2 separate regions of the Oryzias latipes genome follow, and region 2 is linked to region 1. The links are chromatin contacts, called in public Hi-C maps. All regions are on one chromosome and are shown on one strand. Each heading gives the region's core, a stretch centred on a gene start, on an enhancer-like site or on the middle of the called end of the contact. The rest is flanking DNA. Distances are from core to core; before and after follow the strand shown.

Region 1 (7,494 bases), core at 3,452-5,951:
TGTGAAATTCGTTTCATTCTAAATTCAAATTTGATTCAGCATAAGGAAAACCAAAAAGTATAAAAGCCAAAAAACATTACCAATACATTTCATTGAACCTGCATTTAATATTTGTGATTTAAATTCCTTAAATTGGAAGGGATGGCTTCTTTCTTTCCTTTTAAACCATTAAAGGCATGTAATGATAGACACTCATGTAAGCTTGTGTTGATATTTTTTCTTCTAAATGCTAATAAATGTAGATGAATGACTAAATGGAAATTGTTGCGTTGGCCTGATGCGCGCTTTTGTCTCACCTGTGTTTCTGACAGGTTCAGCTGCCGGGCCAGCTCTGTTCGCTCGCGCCCCACCACATACTGACACCGCTGGAACTCGAGCTCCAGTCGGTACAGCTGCTCGGCCGTAAATGAAGTGCGCGTCCGCTTGGGCCGGTCCAGGTCCAGGCCTTTGGGCAGGACGATCTCCCGGATGGTGCCTTTGGCGTCTACAGAAAGGAAAAAAGAAACGCGCGTTGTGCCCGGATCTTTGCTCTCATTTTCAGCAGGTTTCTGTGCACACAGCGTTTCTGTATACACAGCGTGAACGGAAGTGTCACCAGGCCTATAGAATGCCAAGCTGATGTAATATTTATGAGCAGAGAAGTATGATTATGGCTTCAGGCGCAAAACAAACAACAAAATAAAAACAAAAAAGAATCAAGCCTCGCTTTTTTTGCTCCCTTTTAAAACGAGAATTCAATTTACAAAAAGCAATAAAATTGAACATTTATATTAATTCATGACCTCGGCTATACTAATATCTACAAATGCGTCATGATGTCACTCCATGTGCGCAACAAGCCAGATCACGTTTGAATGCCTGGGAGCAAACACTGCAAAGACACAATCTCTCTCATCGCATTCCATATTTCTAATCCCGGTTGACTGTGAGTGACCGAAACTCCCCACTGACTGTGAAAGTGGCATGTTGCGTGCGCTACAGAGAGCAGGAGGACGTGCGCAAAAATGAAAACAGGAGAACTGCGCTTCACCCCGAGCATCGTCTCCATTCCAAGAATTATCTGCACGTATGGAGCTTCCTGGAACAAACGGTCATAAGGTCTTTATTTCTTTCGTTCAGGGATAATACAGGTTTTGTGTGTGTAATCACATTTTCAAATAATAAGATCCGTTAATTTATATTCAATAAAATATTAATAATATGAATGCTTGTCCTTTTTTTGGCGGGGGGGGGGGGTCAAAGTTATTATTTACAATGTCAATAAACCTGTTGTTTATGTTTGCAGTCTCCCAGAAAGTGTTAAAATATTTGTTTGTATAAATAACAGAGGGTGGCGCGCAGGCTCAAGAAGAGCCCCTCCTTTATTAAGGGGTTTCTAATTTATAAAATATGAAGTTCAAAATAAAATATGAAAGATTCTGAATTAAAGATTAAACGAAACTGATTGGACCTAGTTTTCTTTTTTCCAGTGTGTGAATTTGATTATTTATTTATTTATTTATTTATTTATTTATTTATTTATTTATTTATTTATTTATTTATTTATTTATTTATTTCAATCGTTTGTTTTGTTGCGTATTTGTGCCTCAAAGAGATGCATAGCGCACACCAAAAATGGCATTAAACCGTTATATCTTTCTCCATGGAAATTTCAACCCAGATTGAAATGATCCACGAGCTAAAACGCAGTCACTTCAATGCACATTTACACACACGCACACACACCCTTCCCCCCAAGCACATAGAATGCATTGCTTCATCCATCTTTACGCACATCTAGCTGGTAAAGTCCTGCTCAACCCCTTCTAAAAATATAAATCATGCATTTCCACTATTATCAGCGTGGATTTACCCCAGTTTGTTATCAAATCGCAACCAAAAAGTTGCCGTTTTTGCCAGCATAGAACGGGGAACCTGCGGCTGCAGACAGTCCCGCTGACCTCCGGGTGACCCCGGTCTCCCTGCAAAAACCCGATCACCGAGACCCGGATTCAAGCTCAAATCCTCACAATGCCGATTTGCTCTAGAAGCGGGATTATATTGAGAGCAAAGCCTCTTCCGTTGCTTTTATCGACATCTTCTTGCACTTCTGCAGGACATTGCAAGCCTGCAGCGACGATGGTTGAGGGCAGAGTAGAAGACGGCTGTTATACATGCATGCATCTATATTTTTTTAACATTTTTTAATGACAAAAACAGTAAACAACAGCAGTAGGTCACACACACGTACAATGAAATCTATCAAAACAAACAATAAATAGACAGATATTGCTCACAATTTCTGGATTTCAGATGGAACTGGCACGAAGTCACGGTTTGAAATTTCTCTTTTCCATCAAAATCTGCTGCTTTTTTAATGTCATGAGCTCGCACCTCCCTCTCTGCATCATTTTCATGCAAATAAAAAACCAAAAATATTACAGTATTTTGTAATTTACAGAAATATTTAATTATAAAGGTGCCAAAAATATTACAACTGACCAGCAGCCACCGAAAGCAGGTGTTCCATAAAACCAAACCCCGTCTGTGAATAAATCTTTTAAGTAAATAATTGAGAATTATGGAGACTTTTGTATTCTTTAAAATATTTTACTGGTTTGATTTAAGAAAAAAATAAAGTTGAGCAACAATGTATTTTTTTTAATCCTTAGATTTCTTTAAAAATTTAGATTACATTACAATATTAATGCTTTAAAAACAGTATTAAATGAAAATGAATTTACTTTACATTGAGTTTAATGATACTTTGCAATTTTTTCAATATTGAGCCAAATTATAATGAAAATATAGCACATTTAGGACAAACATTTTATTGTTTTGCTTAGATTTATTTTGCAAACATAAATCAAAGTTAAATGACTGTGGTTTTGTAAGTTATAAAAGAAAAATAAATGTGAAACTTCGTTTGATTTTTTTCCAGTACAAAATGAAAATCACTTGTTAAATCTCTTTAAAAAACTTTTGAATTTGTTTGTTACATACATTCAAAAGCAAAATACTTATTTTAATTTTCTATATAATGGGTGCTGCCTTGTTTATATTTAAAAAACCCACATAATACTCAGAAAGAAATGCAGAGGCATGCCTTTAAAATATAAGTAAGACTAAACCACACAGATCCAGATGCTTTGTGATGATTGTTATTAATAGAGGAATGATGTTTATGTATTTATTGTCTTTAAAGGCTGTCGGTCAGGTTTTTGTGTCACTATGCACCAACTCATCTAGACGTCTTGTGTTTGTTTGTTGTTTAATTAATGTGTTAGTTTTTCAAAATAAAGGCCTGATAATGTGTTCCAGATATGCTGACAGATTAAATTTATTACTTTTTTCTCTTTTTTGGAAACACTCTACTTTAAAGCTAAGGAACACTTAAAATTTTTTTTTTTTTAATTTACATGAGGGGAGTGTTAAGGCCACCCATTGTTCCGGCTCTCTGTAGAGGTTCTCTGTTGTCACCTCTTTGCTCTTCGGATATTAAATTTGTGTTTAATTCCCATTAAAAATATGAACCGACCCAAATATAATTTTTACCAATCTGATACGCGTTTTCCACTCTGACAGTTTTAAGTAAAGTCTTTGAGGGGAATAAAAAACCATAAAATAAAAACATGAAGGGAAAACTCTGCGCGTTTGTGCGTGAAGCCAATGTTCTTTGTTTTTGTCGCCGTGCACCCACCTCTCACTAATATCCTCCGACAGTAGTCAGGGTCCACTCCTAAAAGTTTGTCGTGCCCATCCTCGCTGGAGGACGTCGGCGTGGACGCGGACGTCCCAGGCGTGTCCGTGGAACTCTGCACCGGGGACCTGCCTCCGATCTCAGTGCGGCACTTGCTCTCGATCCTGTCCGGGCACAGGGGGTTGGGTCCACAGCGGTGGCTCCCATCGCCCATAGTCGTGGCCTGATCGAACATCCACAACCAAGTTAACCAGTCTCTTAGGTAACCTCTGTTTTCCTTTTTTCTCCTTCCTGCAGTTCACTCTTCTTTTTCTACTTTCTTCTCTTTAGAAATGTTCTCCACTAGAGACGAGGAGAGCATGCCCCCACCTCTCCTGAAAAAAAAAATAGATCCACTCACAATGAGGCTACACGGTCCTGCAAAGGAACCGTTTTCAGGTGTCGCGCCATGACGCGCGGTCCGGAGTCCAAACGAAAGGAAGGAGAAGTGTCCTGCCGGAGGAAAGCAGCAGGTCTCACTTTAACTACAGTAGCCTATACGAAGCGCATGGCGACGCCTGCGAGCACTGAGAAGGAGCTGGGAGGTGACAAAAACACGCGCTGCTCACCCGCGTAAAAACAGAGTCAGACTCGTGAAAACAGGAAGAAAACCCCGTTTTTAAAAAATCTCAGTAGTGGTCACAGTTCAGCGTGATCGTGGCAGGAAGAAAAGTTTCTTCTGGTCTGTTTGGTTCGCCTCAGTTCCTGGTCAGACGGGTTGCATCCCCAGATCCTTGATGTGCATGTTGGTGCTGGTGAGGTGCATGAAGGGGGTCTTCTGCTTTTGGGGAGCTCAGAAGAAAAGATGTCTCAGTTCAGACCTTTCACAGAGAGGGGGACGGCGGGGAAGTGGGAAATAGTCAATAGTAAGTACTCGAACACTCTCTGCCTGCTTCTGCCATTTACTTCACAGCTGAAAGAAGCCAGCTTCAAAATAAAAAAAATAAAAAAACACCCCCGCCTTCACAGTCTGAGGATGCTGATGGGAGATGTGTGGATAATGTTGGGAGACGGTATTTCTTACAGAGGCAGGGACTTCCGACGTCATTTCCTGCCAGCGCAAGGCCGCAGCTGATTGGTCCCCCGGCAGGGCACGTTTTGACAAGAGGATGAGCAGCGTTGCAGCGAGGGGCTTAGTCACGGAGATATGAGACAATGATGGTGAGCTCAGGAGCGAGCCAGCAGGACGCAGCGATGTGCGGGTTTCCCCTCCGGAAAGTTTCACCGTTTATCCATCGGGAATTTTCGTGATAAAATCAATCCAAACATAAAGTGTACAACGAAAATAATCTTAAACTCCAAACAGATTTTGCACAAAAAGATGTTTAAACTTAGGTTCCTGCCAAATTGTCTGACCCATACCAGGGCAAATATGTTTTTTAAATAGAAAAACAAGTTACATTATTTTTAAAGAATGTGTCTGCAAAGACATGGAAATAAATAAAATTGAAAATTGAAATTTGCTCTTTAGATATTAACATCTTCGTGTTTTATGGTTGTTTTTTTATATCATTTCCCTCTCAACACTGAAATTGCTTTGTATGAGATTTGGAATATAATCGTTTTCTGATGATGAGAACGCACAGAGGGATGATACAAGCTAAGAAGAAAAATCTAGTTTGTTTTACAACAGCGTGGTCTTAATTGCGCAGCCCGGAGTTTGTTGTGATTGTGAGATAATTTCAGTTGGAGGGACGGAATTCTGCTCTTTACAGGTAAACACATCTTCTGGAAACACAACGCGAAAGAGGCTTTTTGAGATGTAGGGAGGAGGTGGATTATATAATTATAGTTTTGCTGTGTGTGTGTATGTATTTTCTTATTTTTCCTTATCCAAGACCGTAATTACTGCACACAGCCACGGCTCGTTACTCCTTTCAGGTGGCCTAATCTCACAGAGGATGAATAGAAACTGTCAATCAGACGCTGCACTCAGCAGCGAGACAAGAGGAGACTGATTGCTGCTGCTGCTGCTGGCCTGCTCACAAGCGCACACACATGCGCGCGCACGAGTTTTCCTCTCCATTTCTTATCTTGATTGTCTGCTAAAACCATATTCTACCCGCTTGCAAATTCGAATGTCTTTTATTGTGGAAAATAATTACGTCGTAATTTCCATTAAACGCGTAAGTTTTACGCGCGTTTTGGCACACTTTACGGATGGTTGGCGTCTTCCCTTATGCTGTAAAAAAAAGGGTAAAACATAAATGATTGTCAGTTTGCATGCTGCTGGTGACAGATTGAAACTTTGTGTTCCGCGTTGAGCATCACCGCTGAACTTTTTCTGCTCTTTAGCCACTGCGTCCCCCCCCCCCCCCCCCCCCCCCAATGACAAGCCTCCACTGGGTTTATTCAGATCAACCAGATCTGAGTTGACCTCAACTAAATCAGAGCTAAGCTGGTCTCCCAAGATATATATTTTTTTCTTTTCTTGTTATGATTATTAAGAGTTTTTCAAATCTAATTTCATAAAAAAAAAACGTTTCACTCGAAATCCTGATTCCACTAATGCACATAAAGGCCCACATAGTGTCACATGACACAGCCGCCTACAGCCGTCGCTCCCTGTAGGTGTTCACGGGCCGCAAAAGGAAAACTGTTTAATCTTCACCGGCTGTCCCACCCCTCCCCCACCCTGACTGTCCCTGGTGCATCGGCTGGATTGCAGCCTAGTGGAGATGAATCTGATCAATTAGATCAATCAGCAGAGATAACTGTAATCCCGGAGGTCAGGGGGAGGGCAGCGGGCCACGCGGAGTTCACGCATCCAGCACAAGCTCTAGACAAATCTGTGTAGGAATGGCAAACATTCGGCCTCGTGCGCGGGAGCTGAAGAGTTCATCTTTTTGAGTTTATCATGTGGTAAACGCAGGTTACGCACAGGTCTGTCTGTGTGGATCCGCTGGACGCTTCAGTTCCAAACGGTCATAATAAGACTGCAGGTCCATCAAATAAACAACATCACACCCAAATGAATTTCAGGGATTAATGATGCTTATAAACTAGTTAGTTGCCCCAATTGACGACAGGGATGTGTTTATAGAGACTCATGGAGGAAGGAGGGTAAGAAAAAGTGAGATTTTGCACAGTTTTATACAGTTTCCTCTCAATTTTGTACACAGATTACACTCAAATCCTTTACATAGTGAAGATATTCGTTTTCGTTTCATCTACCCAATCCAATGTGACTTGTAGACCATTCTGGGTCTGTCAGAGAGTATAAAGATTTGAATTTTTCACAGTCAACGCATATGGCTTGTGAAAAATGCAAAACAATGGCTGAAAGCGAAAAGGAGACAAGTGCTGAAGGGAAAAAGCCAGGGTGAGATAACTAACATTTAGGAATACATTTGGCCTGATTTCTTTGAAATCATGTTGATCCAATGTGGTAAAAAATGTTGTTATAAAGCAAAACATACTTATAAAGTACTATTAATAAACGCATTTTGAATAATTAAACCGAATTGCGCATGGTTTATGTTTGTATTGATCAGAAATCCCGTTAAAGTCTAAAAAAACATAATTAAACAATTTCTGATTTAAAAAAAAATGCACAACTGCAAAAACATATTATTCCAGAGATAAAATATCACCCCGGAGTTCCCCTGTACTTTACAGTCATTGGTTTCCAGCGGAGTTGCAGTCTGTGCGGGTTTCTCTTTGCGCAAACAAGCACAAAGCAAACAGAACAGCCACCCCCTTTGTTTTTCATTTGTTACATCTGGCCTGATTCATAGCCTACTGCTAATTTAAAACAAAAAATAAAAACGGAGGAA
Region 2 (7,494 bases), core at 2,850-5,349, 43 kb before region 1:
CATCTGCTTGCAACTCTGCCTTGTATCTCTTCCTCAAAGTCTCTAAACCAACAACACGGCTGCTTTAATTATTTATAGAAATTAAAGAAATATCAGTGATAGCCAAAAAAACTATAGTGAAACTGCTGCAGTTAGCACAAACGCAACAATTTTGTTGTAAAATGTATTTTAGTGGAAGAAAATCTAACAATGATCATTTGAAACTGACAAAATGGAAAATTAAAAAAGATCAATAAAAATTAAGCTATAAAACCAGACACTGCTTTTGAATTTTTGGTTAAGTCATTTAAAAAACAAATGACTGAACAAAGTTTTTGATATGCTTAAAAGTTTTAAAATTAATATGACCATAGACACTTGTTAATCTAAAGCATGCCCTCTTATTAGCATCACAGATATCTTTAACTTGTGATCAGTCAGACTGTCTATTGTGAAGGCTACAGTAATCTGTGTGAAACACATTAAAAAAAGAGGGTTGTTTTAAGAAATTTAAAAGAAAACCATAACCAAGCATGTTAAATTTAAAGGTTATAGAGGATAATATCTTGTTCTAAATGGTATTCAGAATTTTGACATCCTCTGGACTGCATTTAACCCCTCTGGACATATCTGGACATAGGAACTGATGTCGAATATGGATAGCACAACCGCCGAAAACATTGGGTGAACTCAGAGATCAATGTACACTAGTATACATCTTATTACACCTAAACTGCAGTTTTAGTCAAAGATTCAAGGGAATAAAAAAAAAAAAAAAAAAAAAGATTCAAGGGAATGAACCAACGAATACACCACTGTAAGAAACAAATGAAAACAAAAGCTAAAACCAAATTTTCTTCAAAATAAAAGCTTTTTGAAAAGCCACATCCGCTCTATGTTCACGGACACCACAAAAACGCAAAAGAAGATGGTTCCTAATGTAGAAAGTGGAGGCAACTGTATTATGACTGCTTTGGTGCATTTGACTCAATGTGTCTTAAATCTGTTCAGCTACATTCTATCTCAAGACTATCAAGGTATTCTAGATTGAAATGTGTTGGGTATTGGATATATGGATAGTGTGAAAAAGACATTGCCTCAGTCCCAGGTCTCTCCGCAGGGTAATGACACCCATGAAAGTTGAATTAAATCTAAGGTGCTGTTAAAACTGAGGCAGTTGCATCTTCCTCTCCAGAAAATGGGCATAAAACCTGCAGACAGGTGCAGGAGTCTCATGGACAGTCACTAAAAATCATTTGATTACAGTGATTGCCTCAAAAAGTTTTACAACAAAACACTAAAGGTGATATCGTTTTTGTCCGGGCCTGTTGCAGTGTTGTTCTGTTAAAGACCATCTCATGAAAATGTTGGGTATTTTTAACATGTTCTTGTTTTTGTTGTTTTTCTGAAGATGGCAGACATAGGTAAAGAAAATTATGCTCAAATCATGCTGCATATTTGTTACTTTGAAAATACACTAGGAGGGCCACAACCTCCCTGCAGTCCAAAACAACTTAGAGCTGAACTACTAATGAACTACTGGCACTCTCTAGAAACTCTGTCCTAGGCCAAACAGGTTTTTTGATTTAGGCCAAAACTGCACAATTCTAATTAAAAGACCACTGGGAACGCTTTAACAAAAACTCAAAAGATGATCAGAGGGGGTCTTTAAGCAACAATTTAATAAAAGGCACTTTTTCTCTTTGACTTTTAAAATATATTTGTTTCTTTTTTCTACTTCAATGTATTTGAGTGACCATTGTAAGTTTTTCCATCAGTGACAGAGGGCTACCAACAATTTTGATTCACACCTGTAGCTAGCTGTTCAGCGGCATAAAACAGTGAGGCAAGAGACTGAAAATGTATTTAAGATAAAAACAATACAGATATTTTACTGACTCTGTGGCTTCTCTTCATTTAGAGCGACACATTTTACATTCGCTACATATACGCTCACTGGCCAATTTCTTAGGCACATCTGTCAAAATGCTCATAAATGCAATTTTCTAATCACCCAGTCACATGGCAGATCCTCAATACATTTATTAGTGCAGAACTATCTAATTACCTGGATTTTAGCAATTTGGACACCATCCTAACTACTTTTCTTTATAAACAGCAAATATTTCACAAAGTGAAAATCTTATTAATACAAGCAATTTACACAGACTATTTATTAATCCACTGTGTTCTGAAGATTAAAATGTTGTTTTTTAAAAAAAAATACATTTAAATGCAAAAAATGTGTGTAATCCATTGTGGTCTGCATTCGCCAATTTAGTGAGCATTGATGCATACTGGTTTTTCGCAGAGACTTCTTGGAAATTTCCAGGGCACTGGATTTTGAAATTGTAGATTCGGGCAGTACTAAAAAATAGCAAACGCACTATATAGTTGACTATATAGTGAGTAGTGAAGGAATTTGGACATAGCAAGGGTCAGGATGATCTGCTACAGTTCAAACAGAGCGTCAGAATGGGGAATAAAGGTGATTTAAGTGACTTTGAATGGCATGGTTGTTGGTGCCAGACGAGTTGGTCTGAGTATTTCAGAAAGTGCTGATCTAAGGATTTTCGTGCACAACCACTTCTAAGGTTTACAGAGAATGGTCCAAAAAAGAGAAAAAATCCAGTGAGTGGCAGTTGTGTGGGCGGAATGACCTTGTTGATGCCAGAGGTCATAGGAGAATAGCCAGACAGAGATTTACATCATGGTTGTGCAGCAAATGCATGATGATATTGTGTCAATATGGACCAAACTCTCTGAGGAATGTTTCCCCAGTCTGGACCCCACAAGACCTTTTTTCTTCAATGATTTGTGATCTTCACTGGTGTCCATGGATTACATGAAATCCTATCCAAATGTATCCACCTTTGTCATGGTAGGAATAACACTTCAATGTAAGGGTGGGGTCATCTGGACCCCAAAAGATAGCACAAGGGTTAACGTAAACTTTAACATTGTGCAGAAATAATCTAATAAAATATCGATCGTAATAACTTTCTTATCAGACACTTAAAACAAATGTAAATGTATTGATGCAATTGTAGCAGCAATATTTAATGTTTTCTTTGTTATAGTACAATTAGCTTTTAATGCTGCTGGGGGGTTAAATTAAACCAAACTTAATAAAATAAAGAATAAAATAGAATAGAATTTGTTTCTTTTCCGAAGATGGTGGAGGTTTTTTTTCTATTCTATCTTGTTCAATATATTCTTCTGTTCTTCCATTATTGTTATATGATTTGAACCAAATGATTTCACACCTTTTACCTCCTATCTGCTCTAGCATTTGTCATCATTAAACTTGGGTTAAGGAAAAGTACAGTGGTTTCTATGTTGACCAGTAAATCAAACATTTTGAGGCTTAGACAGACCATGACCATTGGAAGTAGTGCTATTAAACTAGCACTACTGTTTGTAAATGGAACCTAAATTCTCCATGAGACTGACTTAAAGAAAGCTCAATCTTAGCCCCCCCTCCTCTACCCCATTCCATATTTGTTACTTGGAATGGGGTAGAAGTGCCTTCTGGGTTCTCTCTTCTTTAGCTTTTTATAATAATTTCTCTTTTATTTGTGTTTGTTTTTGTGTATTTTATTATGAGGGGCTTATTTTATTATTTCATTGCATGTGTGGGGATTGGTGTTTTTTGGGTTCTTGTTTGTTTTTATGAACAGCACCTTGAGCTGTTCTTTTTACATGAAAGGTGCTACAGAAATAAAAATTAATTAGAATTTAAATTTGACTTTATTTCTCCAGCATTCTTCTTCATCTTACTTTTAATTTTAAAAGAGCATCTCAACTTAATTTGCTTTATTCTTTTATATCAGTCAACTCCGCCTTTTTTTTACTCTTTACTTCCTTCTTCTGTCCCTCTTTTCTCCTTCTTCACCTCCCCTCCCTAACTCCCTCCTGCTGTTCAGGGCCTGTTGCTGTTCACTGTACCAGGCAACTTTGCTTCTCTCTTCTTTTGTTGGGGTGACAAAGGGGGCCGGTGCCCTCTCGCAGGCTATGTTACAGGCTGTCACATGAGGCGGACACTCTGGGACAGCCCTGCGTTATCTGCTGTGACAACTCTGATTACTTCCACAGCCCCCAATCTGATCAGCACATCCAGTTCAATTAGTAGCAATTAGTCTTGCCCCCACCCCTCTTGCAACTCAAACCCAACCCTTTACTTCACCTCCTCCTCTTCACTCCCTCAGCTTTCACCTCCCACCTCCTGCTGTGATTCTCCAAAAAAGCTGCCAAGCTTTCAGCAACTCACTCAATCTGGCAAACTAGCTGGAGAACAACTTTGGGTCGACTTGTAGCCTCTGTTCCCCCCGTCACCACACCACCCCCAGTTCACCCTCCAATTATCTTCTCACACACACATTCACACAGTGACTGATTCACACATTCATACTCAAATGCACCATGAGGGCACATATTCAAAGTGACACTTCACACAGAAACTGCCTGTGTCTGCACAGACTTCAGCGCACAAAAATCCACAGCTTCTGCTTAAAAGCAACACACGGTCAAATGCACGGGCGTCCAGCTTGCACACACCCAAATATAAAACCAAAGGTAAAACCAAAATCATAAAAAATAGGTTTGAAATATTAACAGTTTAACAAATAAGTAGCTGCTGTGAATCAGAACTTTAAAGCATTTCATGTTGTTTCTGATCTTTGTTTTGACTGAGCCCATGTACAATTTGTGTTTTCAGTCATTCATACAGCAGTTGTGGACAAAGTTTTGACTCTGTCTGCATGCTATAAGTTAGCTCGTCTGCATTTGTCAAATTGAAGTAGGGTGGATTCACAACGCCCCAAAACTGGCAGGTCAATTAGGCAATTTAAGTAAATGTTAGGGAGGTATTGTCTGAAGCCAGTGCTGTAGGTTCCAAAAAGGGAACAAACAAACAAGCAAAAAAAAGTTCACAAAGCAGGTGACCAAAAAAGGATGTACTGAAAAAATAGAGAGTAAAATTCCTTGAAGTCGATTACCTGTAATGAAGATAGCTGTGGGTAATTACTAACTGATACCTGGTGTGACTGTGAGAGACAGTACAAAACTTCAGAACATATTACAAACCAACATTACTAAAACAAAGCAAAACCAACACAATCCTCACAATATACATTTTTAAAATGGTAGAAAAGATGATCTGACAGCACAACACAGGGTGGTTGGAGGAGACCTGGGGGAGGGCCAGAAATAAAAGAAAACCATAGAACAATCCAGGTTCAAGCACCCAAACAGCAATAGGGAATACAATGGTGAACCTCTCCACAGGAACAGAGCAGGAAGAAGAGGAGCAGTCTTGAAGATTCTTCCCAGTGACAGGAAACATGAAGTGGACCAATCCCAGTGACCCTTTCAAGGTGAAGTGGAGCATTCGCAGCGACCTCCCAAAGCATAGGAAACATGAAGAGGAGCAATCCCAGTGACCCTTCCCATGTGAAGCACAGCAATCCCGGCGACCCTCCCAAAGCATAGGAAACATGAAGGGGAGCAATCTCAGCGACCCTTCCCAGTGACAGGAAACATGAAGGGGAGCAATCTCAGCGACCCTTCCCAAGGTGAAGCAGAGCAATCTCGGCGACCCTCCCAAAGGATGGGAAACATAAAGGGGGGCAATCCTCCCCAGAGGCTTACAAAGTGAATAGAAGGGCGGATCGGTGACCTATGTCAGAGACAGGAAACATGACGAGGTTTGGCCCTGGCATTACCCCTCAGGAACAGTAATGCAGAAGCATGGCTTGACATGGCATGGCATGACTTAAATAGGGTTGTATGAAAACCTTCTTCTAGCAATGGTAAGAGACCTGCTACTGCAGGTTTGTCATGTCATTCTGAAAGATCCTTGTAACCGTACTGTAAGACCCAAAAAATGGATGATTAACTTTAATGAAGACATTTGTGTATAATTAACAGTTTGAACATGTTGTGACTTTAACAGAGGTAACACTACCTAATAATAAAACATAATATAAACCAACAAAAAACATATGTACATTAGATACAGCAAGGGCTGTTTACTCGTAAAACAAAAAGCCGTGGTTAAAATGTAAGTTGATGTCTAGTTAGTATTACAACCCCCCATCCCCTCTTCCTGGGTGATTATGGAATTAACTGGCCTAATCTCTGGAAAAACTTTCAGATGAATTGTTTTTACCTTTCATGAAATATCTTCTTGTAAAAACTATTTAAACCCATTTTTATACTTAAAAAAATACATTTTACCTACTTGTATTTATGTAATTCCTACTTTTACAAACTTTTTTTCATTTAAAAATGTATTTTATTTTCAATTACTTTAACATTTGACTGAACTTCTGTTGAAATATTTAAACTTTGTTTTATTTAGTCTTATTCAAGTTTTTCTAGTTTAATTGATATAAAGTGTCCATCCATCTATCTTCTTAACCTGCTGAATCCTTTTTGGGGTCACAGGGTTGCCGGAGCCTGCCTCAGCTACAAAGGCAGGGTACAGCCAGGACAGGACAGCATTCTGTTGCAGTGCCACACAACCATACACACTCACAGTCACACCTAGGGACAATAAGGAGTCATCAGTTAACTAATAAAGCAAATTTTTGGACTGTGGGAGAAAGCTGGAGTGCTTAGAAAAATCCCCTGCAAACACATACAAAAACTGAATGTTTCCTTGCTGTCATTCAAGTAAGATCTGTTTTTCTTCATTTTCTTTGTGTAGGTTTGTGTAGGTTTCCAGGTACTCCGGCTTCTCCCACATGTTAAAAAATCTAAGTTAAATTCATTAGTTGAGAAATTTCTTGAGTAATGTTTAAAATGTGTTGCCTCAAAAACATGTTTCAAACATGTTTGATTGTCACTTATTGAACTTTAACATTTGTTACATTTTTACAAAAGAAATCTACAGTTAACAGACTAACGTTCCATTGTTTGTTCCATATCAGTTTGTTTTGTTCCCATTTCAGTCAGACAACTCTTGCAGTAAGAAATATTTATTTCACATTCTTTAAGTTGGCATTCACATCTTTTTCATTTGGCATAAGGCTCTGTTCAATTCCATGAGATAATTTCCATAAAACTTTCGGGGTAACAAAACCCCCCTTAACAGAGCCCACAGGTGGAAGCCGGGGAGGAGGGAGGGGCGAAGAATGAGCGCTGAAGGTAAGAAAGAGAATGAACAACTGCGCACCTGGGCTTAAATAGGACGCTGAGCAAGTGCGTTAATTGACTGATCCGCCCTAGGGGAGTAACCTGTAAAACACTGCCGAGTGTCCCTGCCTGAAATAGCGACAGGTCGCTTATTTCGAAGCTTCCAACGACAGTACTACGAGCTTAACGGCCATGAAGTTTTCTTCCATTTGGCATACCAATTATATGCGCTCAAGAAACATTAATTTAGTCAAAGTTCCATCTAAATATTAAGAACGAGCTCAAAGGCCATAATTACTATGCTTCATTGGCATACTACATACATAAAAGCTTAAGAAACCAAATTCGAGCTCCATCTCATACTATAATACAGGGGTT

Evidence for each region. Hi-C and Micro-C count contacts between places; a contact is called where the count stands out from the background.
Region 2: a contact with region 1 is called in a Hi-C map of gastrula embryo, with 2.0 times the contacts expected there. The contact joins the enhancer-like site here to the promoter of vax2 in region 1. A contact is called at or near these places in 4 of 5 Hi-C or Micro-C datasets (embryo and gastrula embryo).

What each region holds. Positions count from the first base shown.
Region 1 is chr18:18,611,022-18,618,515 of ASM223467v1, reverse strand. vax2 (ventral anterior homeobox 2) reads right to left here and starts at 4,701. Exons shown (of 3, transcript XM_023966383.1): 1 at 3,680-4,701; 2 at 297-484. The coding sequence starts at 3,914.
Region 2 is chr18:18,653,571-18,661,064 of ASM223467v1, reverse strand. No RefSeq gene overlaps it. Among protein-coding and RNA genes, the nearest start is that of trnal-cag, 12 kb to the left of the region's middle. Within about 2 kb of position 4,099, at least 1 of the 8 cell types and tissues checked has an H3K27ac peak or open chromatin away from gene starts, as enhancers often do. A contact at or near this core is called in gastrula embryo, where this site is marked.